2 separate regions of the Mus musculus genome follow, and region 1 is linked to region 2. The links are chromatin contacts, called in public Hi-C maps. All regions are on one chromosome and are shown on one strand. The core of a region is the stretch at or near the end of the contact, and the rest is flanking DNA. Distances in the headings are between cores, read along the strand shown.

The links. Hi-C and Micro-C count contacts between places; a contact is called where the count stands out from the background.
Region 1: a contact with region 2 is called in a Hi-C map of cerebral cortex, with 2.4 times the contacts expected there. The contact joins two enhancer-like sites. A contact is called at or near these places in 1 of 39 promoter capture datasets (hippocampal neurons), 21 of 484 Hi-C or Micro-C datasets (B cells, B-cell progenitors, the C10 cell line and 17 more), 9 of 115 datasets of contacts at active chromatin or transcription factors (the 230-238 cell line, embryonic forebrain, embryonic stem cells and 4 more) and 4 of 9 other capture datasets (adipose tissue, embryonic stem cells, liver and 1 more).

What each region holds. Positions count from the first base shown.
Region 1 is chr3:58,784,458-58,790,759 of GRCm38.p6, forward strand. It overlaps 4930593A02Rik (RIKEN cDNA 4930593A02 gene), which reads left to right. Exons shown (of 9, transcript NR_045167.1): 9 at 3,974-4,067. It also overlaps Mindy4b-ps. Among named protein-coding and RNA genes, the nearest start is that of Gm40059, 37 kb to the right of the region's middle. Within about 2 kb of position 1,659, at least 25 of the 459 cell types and tissues checked have an H3K27ac peak or open chromatin away from gene starts, as enhancers often do. A contact at or near this core is called in cerebral cortex, where this site is marked.
Region 2 is chr3:58,671,347-58,678,028 of GRCm38.p6, forward strand. It overlaps Siah2 (siah E3 ubiquitin protein ligase 2), which reads right to left. Exons shown (of 2, transcript NM_009174.3): 2 at 3,603-5,097. The coding sequence ends at 4,540. Among named protein-coding and RNA genes, the nearest start is that of Siah2, 18 kb to the right of the region's middle. Within about 2 kb of position 1,580, at least 79 of the 459 cell types and tissues checked have an H3K27ac peak or open chromatin away from gene starts, as enhancers often do. A contact at or near this core is called in cerebral cortex, where this site is marked.

The DNA.
Region 1 (6,302 bases), core at 409-2,908, 110 kb after region 2:
ATAGCCAACTACAATGTGGTCATCTACATATGTTATTCCTTTTTATTTCAGAAAATATTCTATTGCATGGGTTTATTGTATTTTAAAAATGCATTTAGTGTGTGTGTATGTCTGTGTGTGTGTAACTTGCTCACCTTTACCTAGATAATTATACTTGATAATCCGATTGAAAATACCACTCTCATAGCACCACCTTGTGGACAGCACTGAAAACACTTTCTTCGTCGTTCAGTTACCGAAGGAAAGAAAATGACACAAAGTTTTGTGGAAGTTTAGCATATACCATCCACCCCAAGTCCTTTTTTGGAAAGATATATGAGATGAATATTTTAAATATGATTAAACTGTAGAGATGAGGGTATGTCTCAGTTGGCAGAGTGCTCGCTTAGCATCCATGAAACACCGGGTCAAATCTCCAACTCTATAAACCAGGCTTGGTGGTACTTGTCTGTAATCCCCACAGTCAGGAGGCAAAGGCACGAGGAGCAGAACCTCAAGGCCAGCCTCAGCTACAGAGAGTTCAAGGCCAGCCTGGATGGGATCCATAAGACCCTATGCCTCATAAATAAGTAAGTTACTAAAGTAATTGGAACTCGATAATCTGAAAATAATGGGTTGAATCTAAACCTGGTCCTCTCTGATTTTTAACACAATCACTTACTAAAACTACCTGTTATTTAGATTGTGTCTGGTGACCACTAATGGTGCCTTAGGGATGTGCGACAGGATGCATTTCTGCAATCTGTTTTTTCATTTATTCTCCTGAAGTCGGGCTTTTTTTTTTCCCTTGAGTGGTAGGGATGGAATGCGATGTGAGACAAATGTTCCACCACTGACCCACACCCCGGATGGACACACAGACTAGTAGCAAGCCAGATGGAAACACCTAGAAGTGTACCACTGCTGCACTTGGGCTTTTCTGACCTCCTCTAGGGTCTGGGCTGTTTGTTTCCACCGTGACTTCTCTTTCACTAGTGCTTGTGTTCTGCTGCTCAGACTGACTCCTGTGGGTTTTTGGGAAGCCTTTCCCCCCACGTAAAATCAGCCTCCCCTTTCTCCTCTCTAAGTTCCTTTTTTCTCTCCTCCTCCTCTCTCCCTCTCTCTCCTCGCTCTCTTTTTCTCTCCCTTGTCTTTCCCTCTCTCCCTTTCCTCTTTCCCAAAGAATGTCAGACCAGAATATTTACAAATGTAAACTTAAACAATTACCATGCTGGAAATGCCTATATTTTATATAAGGTCTGTTTGTCCTCTGAGAGGTCCCTTAGAGGTCTTACATCATGCAAGTTCCTTTGATTTTTATCATGTCCCTCAGCATTGGTTCAGGCCCTGTGAAGTCCAAACTAACTCTAGCCAGTGGGAAGAGAGTCTCCCTCTCCCCTCTGCTCTCTACATACCTACCTTTTCCTCCCTCTTTTTAGCGAGGGAACAAAGTCAGTCTCCGGTAACTGCCCTCAATCTGCTCATATCATCCTCAGCCACACAGTCCTGACAACCATCCAGCTAGTCTCTGCACGCACTCTGGGCTCTTGCCAGTCTGTTTTCACACCAAGGCATTTGTTCAAAATGCAAATCCTGCCAGGCCTATTAAAATCCTTCTAGATCCTCGCGCCCCCTAGTGTAGAATGCCATGTGGTGCCTTGCCTGCCAGTCCAGCTGTTTCTCACCCTCTCTGCACCTTGTTCTCTGCACATCGGTCCTGTTGGCTTCTCCTTTGTTCTGGCAAACCCTCCACAGAGCGTCATACCCACTCGTTCGTCATCCAGCTCGTCACCCAGTTACCTCTGCTCAGCCTAAGCTGACTTCTTAGGAGATGCCTTATCCCAGTTTTTAAAATAAGATTGGCATACCACACTCCCTCCCTTCTAAACACTAACCTCAGTTTTCAGTTTCGAATCAGTGTGGTGGGTTTTCGACTCATGCCATCGTTTCAGGAAAGCATAAACCCCACGAGACGTAGGAGGCGGCTGGTACACGGAAGGAAATGGCCCCTATAGATCCATATTATACACTTGACCCCCAGTTGGGGGCGCTATTTGGGGGAGGTTCTGGAAACTGGGAAATTGCATCAAGGTGGAGGAAGATCACTGACCATGTATCCTTGAAGCTGTGTACTTCCCTGACCCCTTCTAATATCCTGTCCATCTTGATATGAACTTCTCTGTTCGGCTTTAGCTTCCTTACCGTGCTGGAAACCTATGAGACAATGAGCAAAAAAAAAAAAAAAAAAAAAAAAAAAAAAAAAAAAAAAAAAAGAATTCCTTAAGCTGTTTTCAGATATTTTGGTCAAAAATGACACGGAGACTAGAAAAATTGAATGAATGAATGAATGAATGAATGGTAATGTCTCATAGTAATTATGACAGTTGATAATATATACTTATTGTTTCTTATTTATGTTCAAGGTAAGGTTAGGTCCAGGTGTGACTAAAAGTTCTATGATCTGGACAGGGCAATGCAAGTCTCATCCAGTTGCTTTGGGCTGTTTCTGAAAGATGAGGAACCCCACACCTGCCTGCCCCTTGCCTAGTACTATCTGGTCTAGTGACATCAGTAAGCTTAAACTTAAAGAATTGTTTCCATGTTTCTCCTCTGATAGTGTACTATTATTCTGAGTGACATACTAGTCTAGGTTTGTCTTAGGGTTTATAGAGCTGTGATAAAACATCATGACCAAAAGCAACCTGAGGATGAAAGGGTTTATTTTAATTCACAGCTTGAAATCTATCATCAAGAAGTCCAAGCAGTAACTGGAGCAGCAGCCTGGAAGGAAGCAGGAGCCCATGCAGAGGCTACGGAGGAGTGATGCGTACTGGCTTGCTCCCCATGGCTTGTTCAGCCAGCTTTCAAATAGCACTCAGGACTACCTGTCCAGGGACTGCACCACCCACAATGGGCTGGGCCATCCCACATCAATCAATAATGAAGAGAATGCACTAATAAGCTGTGTACAGGGAAGCCTAGAGAGACATTTTCTTAATTAAGAATCCCTCTTCCCAAGTGACTCCAGCTTGTGTCAAACTTGTGTCAAAGTGATGCAAAACTAGACAGAGCAAAGTTGATATTTCAAAAAATAAATACCTCTATCTTCTCATCTTCCCGTCTGCACTTAAAGGTGCAGTCAGCTTAGGTCACTATTCAGACAGAGTAATATATTCAACTCCGTGCAAATAGCCTTTCCTGTGTTTGAGGAGCTGATGGGAGAAAATAATAGTCATTTCCTTCAAAACACAACTTTAAAGGTAAACCAGTAGTCCAGAAAACGGACAGCTTGCGGGAAAGGTTGGAAGTCCCGAGTCAATGTGCTGTTGATGTCGGCATGGTCACGGGAAAATGGCAAAGCCTTTACCCCACTTAGGCTGAGGTTCGGAGGGATGGTGAGGTCTTTCTTTGGTGGCTGGGCAAATGTCAATAGGGCAGAAAATGTCTGTTCTAGTTTTTCTGCCCAGATATTTATGGCCTGAGGAAAGCTCTTCTCCAGAGTCTGCCCCTACCTTGATTGGCTAAATCTGTCTCCTTGACCAGCTGTATAACCAAAACCCTACCTCCTTGTTTATAAGTAAGTAACAGCCCTGCCTCCTTGTGCCGCTGTGTGCTCTAACCCACCTCTCTGTTCTGCGGGATACAGTAAACACACTAAGTTTCTCTACTTCAGTGGCTTCTCCATCAGAGAGCCCGTCCACCCACCCCAGCTCGTCTATGTGTCTGTGTAATTTCTTCATTCCCACCCTGCCAGTCTGGTTTGTCCCTGGAGCTGTGCTCGCTGCAGAAATAGCTAATTCTAAATAACACATCTCCATCTTAAAAATAAATCCAAATATGAGTGGGTGCTTCACTTCAAGATAAAATAAAAACTAATGTAGAATATTGACATGACATGCAAAGTGAAGAATACCTTTATGTAAAACAATTATTATCGTTTCATATAAACATGAGAACTTAATCTTTCCTTCACTGTTGTTTTTTTTATTAATAGAATTTTGTCTCAGGAATAATTTAACATAAATTACAACGTATGAAACATGGCAAGCTAACATAGCTATTAACAAGGTAAAATTTCAAAGACTATGAAGAAAAAAGAATAAATAAAGGTAGGAATGGGGGTAGAACACCTGGGCTATTTTCATGCTGCTGTAAGGAGCTCTGTGCTTCGGGCAAGAGTTGCTGGGGTTTTCTCATCAGTAACCCACTTCTTCTTCATTCTGCAGAGCCCTGAATTTGTGTAGCAAGTGTATCTGTACTCAATCATACAGGAGGGACCACAGTTGATCTTAGAGAGTCATGGACTCCTCAAGGACCAGGCCCTAGACAGTTCTTGTGCCAAAAGAATGTTCTCATTGCTTGAGACTTGGCAGTATCTCTGGGACTGAGTGCTACCTGACAGAGTGCTTCATGGTTTGCATTCAAGCACAGTTATCAACCCGAAAGACACAAGGTAATACTCCTAAAACAAACTGAAATTCGTTTTAGACCCCCAAACTCCCACAAAACACAATGTAGCCAAGCCCAAAGGAGACCAGGGTTTGTAGAGTTCCACTTGTCTGATCTATTTAAAATTCTCGGTGAAAGTGCCCACGATAAAGATACCATCACTGTCTACCAGGTCCACCTGAGCCAAAGCAACGGGCTTCCTCTGTTGACACAAGTTATTATTCACTTTGAACCTTTGTCTTCCATACTCATTTCAGATTATAATACTATTCTTGAGCCAAATGAAAAGGCATTTAATAAATTAACATGGACCCTGAGTGCAGACCAGCTGTTCTTTGGAATCTGACCTTTGGTCTCCACACCCAAAGCCCCAAGTTAGTGAGGCAGCAGATAAGCTGTCGGGGTGGGAAATGTCCAGATGCTTCCCCGGTGTGTCTTCTGGAAAGAATGTGTGTCTAGTATGTGTACCTCTTCAGAAAATGTGCGGATATTTAACACAAGAGAGAAAGATCACATTCTTTAAAGGATGTTTACTTTATGGAACGCTGAGATGAGAAGAGACTGTATTTTTGCAGAATCTTTTTATGCAGGAGTAAGACTGTCTCTGTTTATGTTATTATTATTTATATCTAGCTTAGGAGAAAGAAGCAGCTAGAATACTGGTAGGAAGAATGTCTCTTTCTGCCTGACGCTTTGACTGCTTGGGTAGTCTGAGCACCTGCCAGAGCTCCTCGCCCACGGGGCACCACCCCCTCCCACTCTCCCAGTAGGAGGAAGCCTCTTTGCTACTTTACTGCAAAGAATCAGCTAATGTGGCCATGTGAGGTGTGTCCTTGGAGAGGAACACTGCTTGTACCAGGAAGACTTGAGGAGACTTGAGCTGTTGCCATGGCTAAAAGCCGGCGATGCACTCCGATGACTTCATCCTCAAATGGATGTGAGCCTTCAGTCTTAGTGAAGCCTCAGAAAAAGAGCGATTTGGAAAACATGAAGAAAAGAGGCAGGATTTTCTCTTCCGAATTAAATGAAGGAATCACTACTCAGACCCTGAGATAAAAACACGTTCTCGACAGCACTGATAATGACTGTAAAGGCACAGCATAGAGAAAGAATGAGAAACTGCCAGTGGTATTTTTCAGTGGGGCTCACGAAAGAGGAATTAAATAACCATCCCTGTGCTGTACATTTTCGTCCCATTTGCTCAGACCCCTCAGACTCGTTTCTAGTTTTCTTTTTAGAAAAAGGGAATAGTTCCATTCCAGTTGATGGTAGCCTCTCTCCATTTGGTTCTGATCACCATTTCCAGTGAAGAAAACCGTCTTCCTGATCCATGTTTATCTTCATGGTGCTCCCCTTCCCAGTGGTGGGAGTGGGTATCTGAGGATAGAACAGTAGCATTGACATCCAGGTCCACTGTCCTCTTCCTAACAAAGCTAGCACACCCAGAGAAGACACAAGGGGTGAGGGGCTGGCCCAGGGCGCTGGCTAAGTGGATGGATTCTTGCAGGCAATGTATTAAAATACCCATACAAAATAGGTCTGTAGTAGCTTTGTGTTGGGACAAGAATATTCATGTCATGTAATGCAACGTGATGCAAACATAGGTATTTGTCACTGATATTATCAGGAAAACAGATGAAAGGAAGATCCATCACTTTTTAACAAGAGGCGCTTATTTTGAGGTAGAGTATAGACAGGGAATCTAGAACTTGTTTTCAAGGCCTAGGTTTGTCTGGTATGAGCCAGATAACATTTAAGAGAGTATTTAAAATACCATTGCTGTACTCCCCTGATTCATTTATCAGCCAAATATAGCAACTATACAACTAAGAATAGATCCTCGAGTACCTGCTTCATATGGCTATTGGGAATTT
Region 2 (6,682 bases), core at 330-2,829:
AGGCGCATTTAACACAGTTCACAGCCCGACCACGCCATGGAAAGTGACCGGACTGCGGCACAAGGTGCCTTGAAGTTGAACACTGTTGATGCCAGTGTGAAGATCTTGAGCACAAGATAAGGGAAGGAGACGGGATGGAGCCAAGAGCAAAGCAGGGTCCTGTAAGCGAAAGGAGGAGAGTGGAAAGTAGTATGGAGGGGAAGAAAAAGGAGCAAGAGATTAAAAATATGAAGTTTTTTTTTGCTTTTTTTTTTTTTTTTTAAAGAGGGGCTGGAGAGACAGCTCCTGGGGTAGAAGCACTGGCCACCAAAGCTTAGTGACTTTAATTCAATCCCCAAGATCCAGAACTCCCAGCTGGCCTCAGGTTCAAAGCCCTCAAGTTCAAGGGTTATTCTCAGTTGAGATCTGTTCCCAGATGGCCAGCTTTCCCCCACCCCTTCCCAGTGTAAGGCAGTCTCAGGCTGCTTGCACCTTGCATGTTGTCAGTGTCTGGCCCCCTGCCTTCTCCAGCTGCCTCAGTCAGGGGCTGTCCCAGGACAAACTGAAGCTCTCCAACTTCAAGGTTCCAGTCTTTGGCCCCCTGGGTAGCTCGGTTCTCAAGAACAGCTTTTCTCAAGACTCCCACACTCATCGCACAGCATGAGATCTCTTTCCCTGACCAGTTGAGAACCAGCCCTTCCAAAACTTGCAATTGGCTTCTAGAATGACTAGGGGCATGGGCACGGGGGCGTGGGCCTGTCTGGAGTGTTGTACTCACAGGCCAGCTTTCATCCGGCTTAGCTCTTGGAAGTGGCTCCTGCCCACTTCCACTCCCCACCCCACCCCAGACCCAAGGGGAATTACAGCCGTTTCACTTCCTTCTCAGTGTCATGGTCCCCCACCCCACCCCTTACACATTTCTGGTATCCTTTACTTCCTTTTTGAATTTTGGAAGCCCTTTCTCTATTTCTCTCTCTGCAGTTGTCTGTTTGTATTCTGACTGTCTCCTTCCCTGGCTCACAGGGCCTTCACTCAGCCTTACTTGGAAGCTCTAATCTTTGACATTGCAGGAAGCCCTGCACATTTATATTCATTCATTCATTCATTCATTCATTCATTCTTAAATTGGTAACAGCGATGGCGTTGGTGTCCACAGACTCCATGTTCTTTTTGTCATTTGGAGACTTTAAGGCAAATGAACAGTATTCATTGAAAGTACATTTTAAGCCTCAAGTGAGTAGCAGGTGGTTTGTTTTAAAGATTGTGACAATGGGTGGCTTCATGGTTCAAGCAGGGGTCAAGGCCAGACTCTATGAGTGGAGGACTACAAAGCAAAGCTGGTCTCTGTGCCCAGGTCGCACCTGCAGCTCTGACTCAGCTGAAATGTGATCCACCAGTCACAGACATCCCTGGCATCCCAGAGTCACTTCCTGCAGAGGCTGCCTGCATGGTCTGTCTGCTTTAGCTCAAGTTGAATGTCCTCTCACAGAAGTTAGCACTAGATACAACATTCAGAAAACAGTCCTTCTAATGTTGCTAGTTAGGAATTGTAGCCTTGGGGCTGATTTAGGGTCACAGTGCTGGCCCCATGGCAAGTTCCAAGAACCTTAATGGCATTAGTACAGAGATGATTCCCTCCAGTGATATTCTGGGCATGCGTAAGGGAGTTGTGTGGTACTCATATAACCCTGGCCGCTTTTAGTAGGGATGTAACTGCTGGAACCCGAGGTTGTATCTGAGAATCCAAGATGGCTGTTGCCCTCAGGGACCTCTCTCAAGTTTTCTGTCATTCCTGCTGCACCTAGCTTCTAAAACCATGTTTCAGAGACACAGACCAAATCCTCCCCAGCAATGATGATGATGGTGTCAGTGGGGAGCTCCAGATCTCAGATTTCGTTTATTTAAAAAAAAAAAGACAGAATATTTTCTTCTCTTGTCCTTTTGAGAACCATTGCATAAATGTATCAGAGCGCCACACAACACAGGCTGAATCCACCACTGCCCAATCAGCCATGTTTTAATCACCGGCAAAGGACAAAGGAGAAGAAATCTTACATTTTTTAAAAATATGGCAAATAGATCACATGCTGACTTCTTGACAATTATTGGTTATTCTGTTTGTTAAGAGCCAGTTCTGACTTACATCTTTCTCACTTCCTCTTGCATTCCTATTATAATCTGTGGATTCTCAGCCAGCCTTTTTTTTTTTTTTTTCTTCTTTCTCTGTTAGAAAATATAATTTCTGGAACGCCAGCGAGTAGACAGGTCATGGTTGGTGATCTCATCAGATTGTGGGGCCTTCTAACTGGAAGAGCGCAGTTGTCCACAGGTTTATTAACCTTCATTAAATCCTATCCTGAGGGGCATGGGGAATTAGCACGCCTGAACTCCAGGACCCACGTCGCTGGCCACTATGGTGGCTACCCCTCCTCACCCACTTTGCATTTAACATGCTGTTTCTCCATCTCCTCCTTTCAGGCCTTGCTCATAGCTTTTTCTTTCCTGCACTGTTGGCCACAGAGTCCCGATTTCAGTAGTAACATGAAGGGTTATATAGGAAGCAACTGCTGACAGGCTCAGCTTTTTTATACTCACACTGCCTGGGTATCATGGGAGGAGATGGGCCCCTACCTGCTCCTGGAAGCTGGCTTACCTCTGCCAGTGGGAGATGTGATGTACTTAGTGCCAACAGCGGTTTTTCTTCACTTCCAAAATATATCATTATCTACTTTTGTACAGATCTTTTTACTCTTCATTTGAAGAATAGCCTATAATTTACCTTAGCAACGGTTTTACTTAAGGTTTCTATTACTTTGATAGAACACCATATACACAAGCACCTTGAGGAGTAAAGGGCTTATTTTTCTTATGCTTCCATATCAGAGTCCATAACTGATGGATTTCAAGGCAGGAATTGAAGCATGGCAGAAACCTGAAGACAAGGAGGGGCTAAGAGGCCATGGAGAAGTTCTGCTTATTGGCGTGTTCAGCCCTCAGGACCACCAGCCCAGGGGTGGAACTGTCCATAGCGAGCTGGATACTCCCACATCAACCTTAATAAAATTACCACAGGCAAATTTGGTGGGTGTCAAGTTGGCATAAAACCAGCCAACTTCCTTACCTGCCAGAACTCTGTGATTAAAGCTTAACATGTGTCTCTCTTAGAAAACATGGACAGCTCCGGAGCCATCACTCCCAACTGCTCTTCTGTTAGCTTAATCACCTCACTGAGGAGACGCTGAATTCTGGAACAAAGTTCAGGGCTAATGTGAATTGTTTTGGGACACTGGGCTTGGAAGGAGAGAGCGTGCACCATGGTTGGCCTCATCATTTCTGGCCCCAACACTAACCATGCCTCCTCTTTGTAATTTTGGAAAATGGGAGTTGTGTGTTTTCTCACAGCTGGCAGTCAGACAGCAAACAATCCTGGAGATGAGACCCACATCACTAGTGACAACGCATAACACTGACTGGGTTTAGACCTATGGGCTGCTGTCCCCAACCTTGGACCAGCGGCTTTGCTGGATGTACTAGCTCTAGAGGTAGTGGTGGAGACTTCTGCATCTGTCCACAGTAGATGTGCAATAGATACATACGATTCAAGCAGAAAATGAAGCATGACATTCATTTATTGAAAAAATTTTATTAAAAAATTAAAGTGTGTGTGTATGTGTGTGCGCGTATGTAAAGATAAAAACAAAAACAACAAAAACTAAACCCACACAACTGACACATGCTTTTAAAATGGCAAGCATGTGACACTGGTTATCAAGTTCTCCCAAGCACTGATCTAGTCTCTCACATCAGTTACAGTCAAGGAGGGCTTCCAAGGGAAGCCATATGTAAACAAGTCATCCGTACTATGGTGAGCAACAACTAACTGTGAGAACTCTCAACTCACTGAGCGCCTGAAAGCAGGCCAACCCCAGGGGTTGCATCCCCATGGATTTAGAGTTCTGGTCTCCATGTGGTGTGTGCAGAGGCTGAGGACGGACAGTAGAGACCAACAGTGTCAGCAGAGGACGCCTTAAAGCACCTTTAGATCCTGGACCCTTGCCCACAATTCAAGCCAGTAATCCTCAAACTCTGAGATGAGGAGGTTGCTCAACTCTGTTGATTCTCTAGCTCTGTGTTGGAGATGAGTACTACAGGTGATTCTGTGTAAATACCCAGCCTGAAAGGTATTAAAGCAACTGCTACCTCCTAGAAATAACGGGACTCTCAGGAAAGTCACTGTGCTTTTGTTGGCTCAGGATGAGGCAGGGGGAGGCAGCCCTGAGCGATCTGTCAAGAGCTGTTCAGGAAGGAAATAGAATAGAGTTGATTTGAGATCACCGAACCACCTCCAAATTACTAACAGGCCAACTCCGATTATCACAGTTCGGTGAACTTAGATTCATCAGTGCCAGACAGGAAGCTATCATTTAAATAAAACATAGGACAGTTGTGGGTCTCGCCTCGGGAAGATGTACTGAATAAAACATCTATTAAAAAACCTTTATTAAACATAGAGCGCTATGCCCAAATAACTTCCCAGGGTTAGGAAAGCCTCCTGGAGCCTCACTGACAGCATGTAGATATCGTGACATTGATTCCAAGGTTCCCATTATCTGCAAAGAGATGTGCTATGGCTGTGTCAAAAACAAGACAGTCACTGTTCATGATGGCTGCAGCCACGCCATCATGAATGGACCGAGGTGTGGCCTCCCAGGTCAGTCTCCTCCGGTTCCCATTCAACTCCAGTCTGTAGGCAAAGTTCTCAGCTTGCTTTCGGGTGCCAATGAGGAGGACGATGGCAAAGAACTGCTGGTGGCCTTCGTACTTCTCTTGCTTTTCAAGTACCAGCATGAAGTGGTGGCCAAAACAGGACTGCATCATCACCCAGTCCACAGCCCCTGGCAGGTTAATGTCTGTAGCTAGAAAGACTATGTCCTCTCCCTGAAGGGTAGTGATACTCTTGTGGGCATGCATGAGATGGGACATCACAGCTTCCAGGGATCCCTGCCACTTGCAGGACGCACCAGGACAAGGACAGGAATAAGGACGGTATTCACAGATGTCTTCATGCTCTGGTTTCTCTGTATGGTGTAGAGTCAGGGAACAGCCCGTGGTAGCATACTGCAGAGACAGAAAGCAACATACTGCATCATGGCGTCTTCCCAAAACCTCCTCAGTACCAGCATCTATGCAGACCTACCCACACTGGGCTTCCTGGGCTCCAATTCTATCTATCTAAACTACTTCTGTTGAAGGAAAGTCAAGTCTCAGTTTCTATTCACTGTCAATAGCATCATGTGTAAAGTCAGGGCACTGCTTTCTAGACCCACACCCCAACAATGGTAAACAATGAGGATCAATTGTTCTTTTCCCTATACCAGACAAGCAAAACTACTGAGATAACATGGCCCTCTTCCTCACTTTTGATAAGCCCTGATTGCTTTTAAGAAGTCAAGTGCTTGGATGTGGGGCGGGGCAATGGAACACGGGATCATCTCTAGGCTTTTCCTGCGAACAGATGGCTTTGAAGACAGCGCAGTTTCACTTAGTCCTTCCTAAGACTGATGGCAGGTCATCTAGTCAGTGGGCAGGGCTCCCTGGTCTTGACTGCCAGTGGCTAAGCCTGGGTGGAGGAGGCTGGGACCCACTTTTGTTGCCATGCTGTCACCTCTGTCCTCACCTTTGTCCCCAAGAGGGCTGTGCCTACAGATTTTTGTTTTTGTTTTTAAAGAATCACATTTCAGGACTGGCGCCTTAGCAGAGGTTAAAGTCCTTAAAGCCCACTAAGTTTTCCTGAAATTTCTTCCTAGTGGTCAAGCGCACACCTCTTGCTGAGGAGGCTTGTGTGGCCCTCATTCCAGGCTGGGAAAGTGGGAGCTAGGTGAATTAAACACAGTCTGCCCTTCACATGCTGCCTTGCTAGGATAGGAACAAAATCGTTCTTTTCCTTCCCATTTGCAGGACAGTCTCAGTAGATATATCATGTCTATCACGGCAGAAGGCCACACTAAAGGAACTGAAGTGTTTCTGCTCTCAATCTTCATAAGAATGACGATTGTAATTCTAGTGACCAGAGGGAGGATCAATCCACAAGCAGATACCTACCCAGTGCTCTGCACTGTGATCACAGAAAAAAAAGTAAGAAACAGCAACCACTCTTTAGGTAAAAGGAGGAATGAGCCTCCTCTGTCTGGAACACAGGATGGCAGACAGACTGTCTAGCTTCCTGCACTGACTCTCCAGTCCTCCATTCAAGCCTGCAGGCACCAAAGAAGACACAGCACCAGGCCACCTTTATATGATCCTAAGATTAAAAAGCTAACAGCTGTTTTTGCTTGCCCCTGCTCTGACTTATAATCCCCTTATAAACTTAACACAGGTCAAGTTCCAATCCTTACAAAATGTCTTTCTAGCCACCAGGAGGGCCAGAGTATCTTCTCCACACAGGATACCAAGCTGATGTCTCTGAGAGGACAGAGAAGCAAAGACAACAACAGCTGCTCCCTACAGGGAACTCAAAGACACTGCTGGCAACACAGAGCACAGGGTGGGGGCGGGAGTGAAGTGGAGGGGAGGATGGGGGTGAGGGGTGGGTAAGAGGGTGTGTGTTTGTGTGCTAGTGCTCTGGAGACTAAGACAGAGGGGCTGCACGCTTTAGGCTTTTCCTGAGCCTCGTAGAACTCCTTTTCAGAAACAAAACAAAATA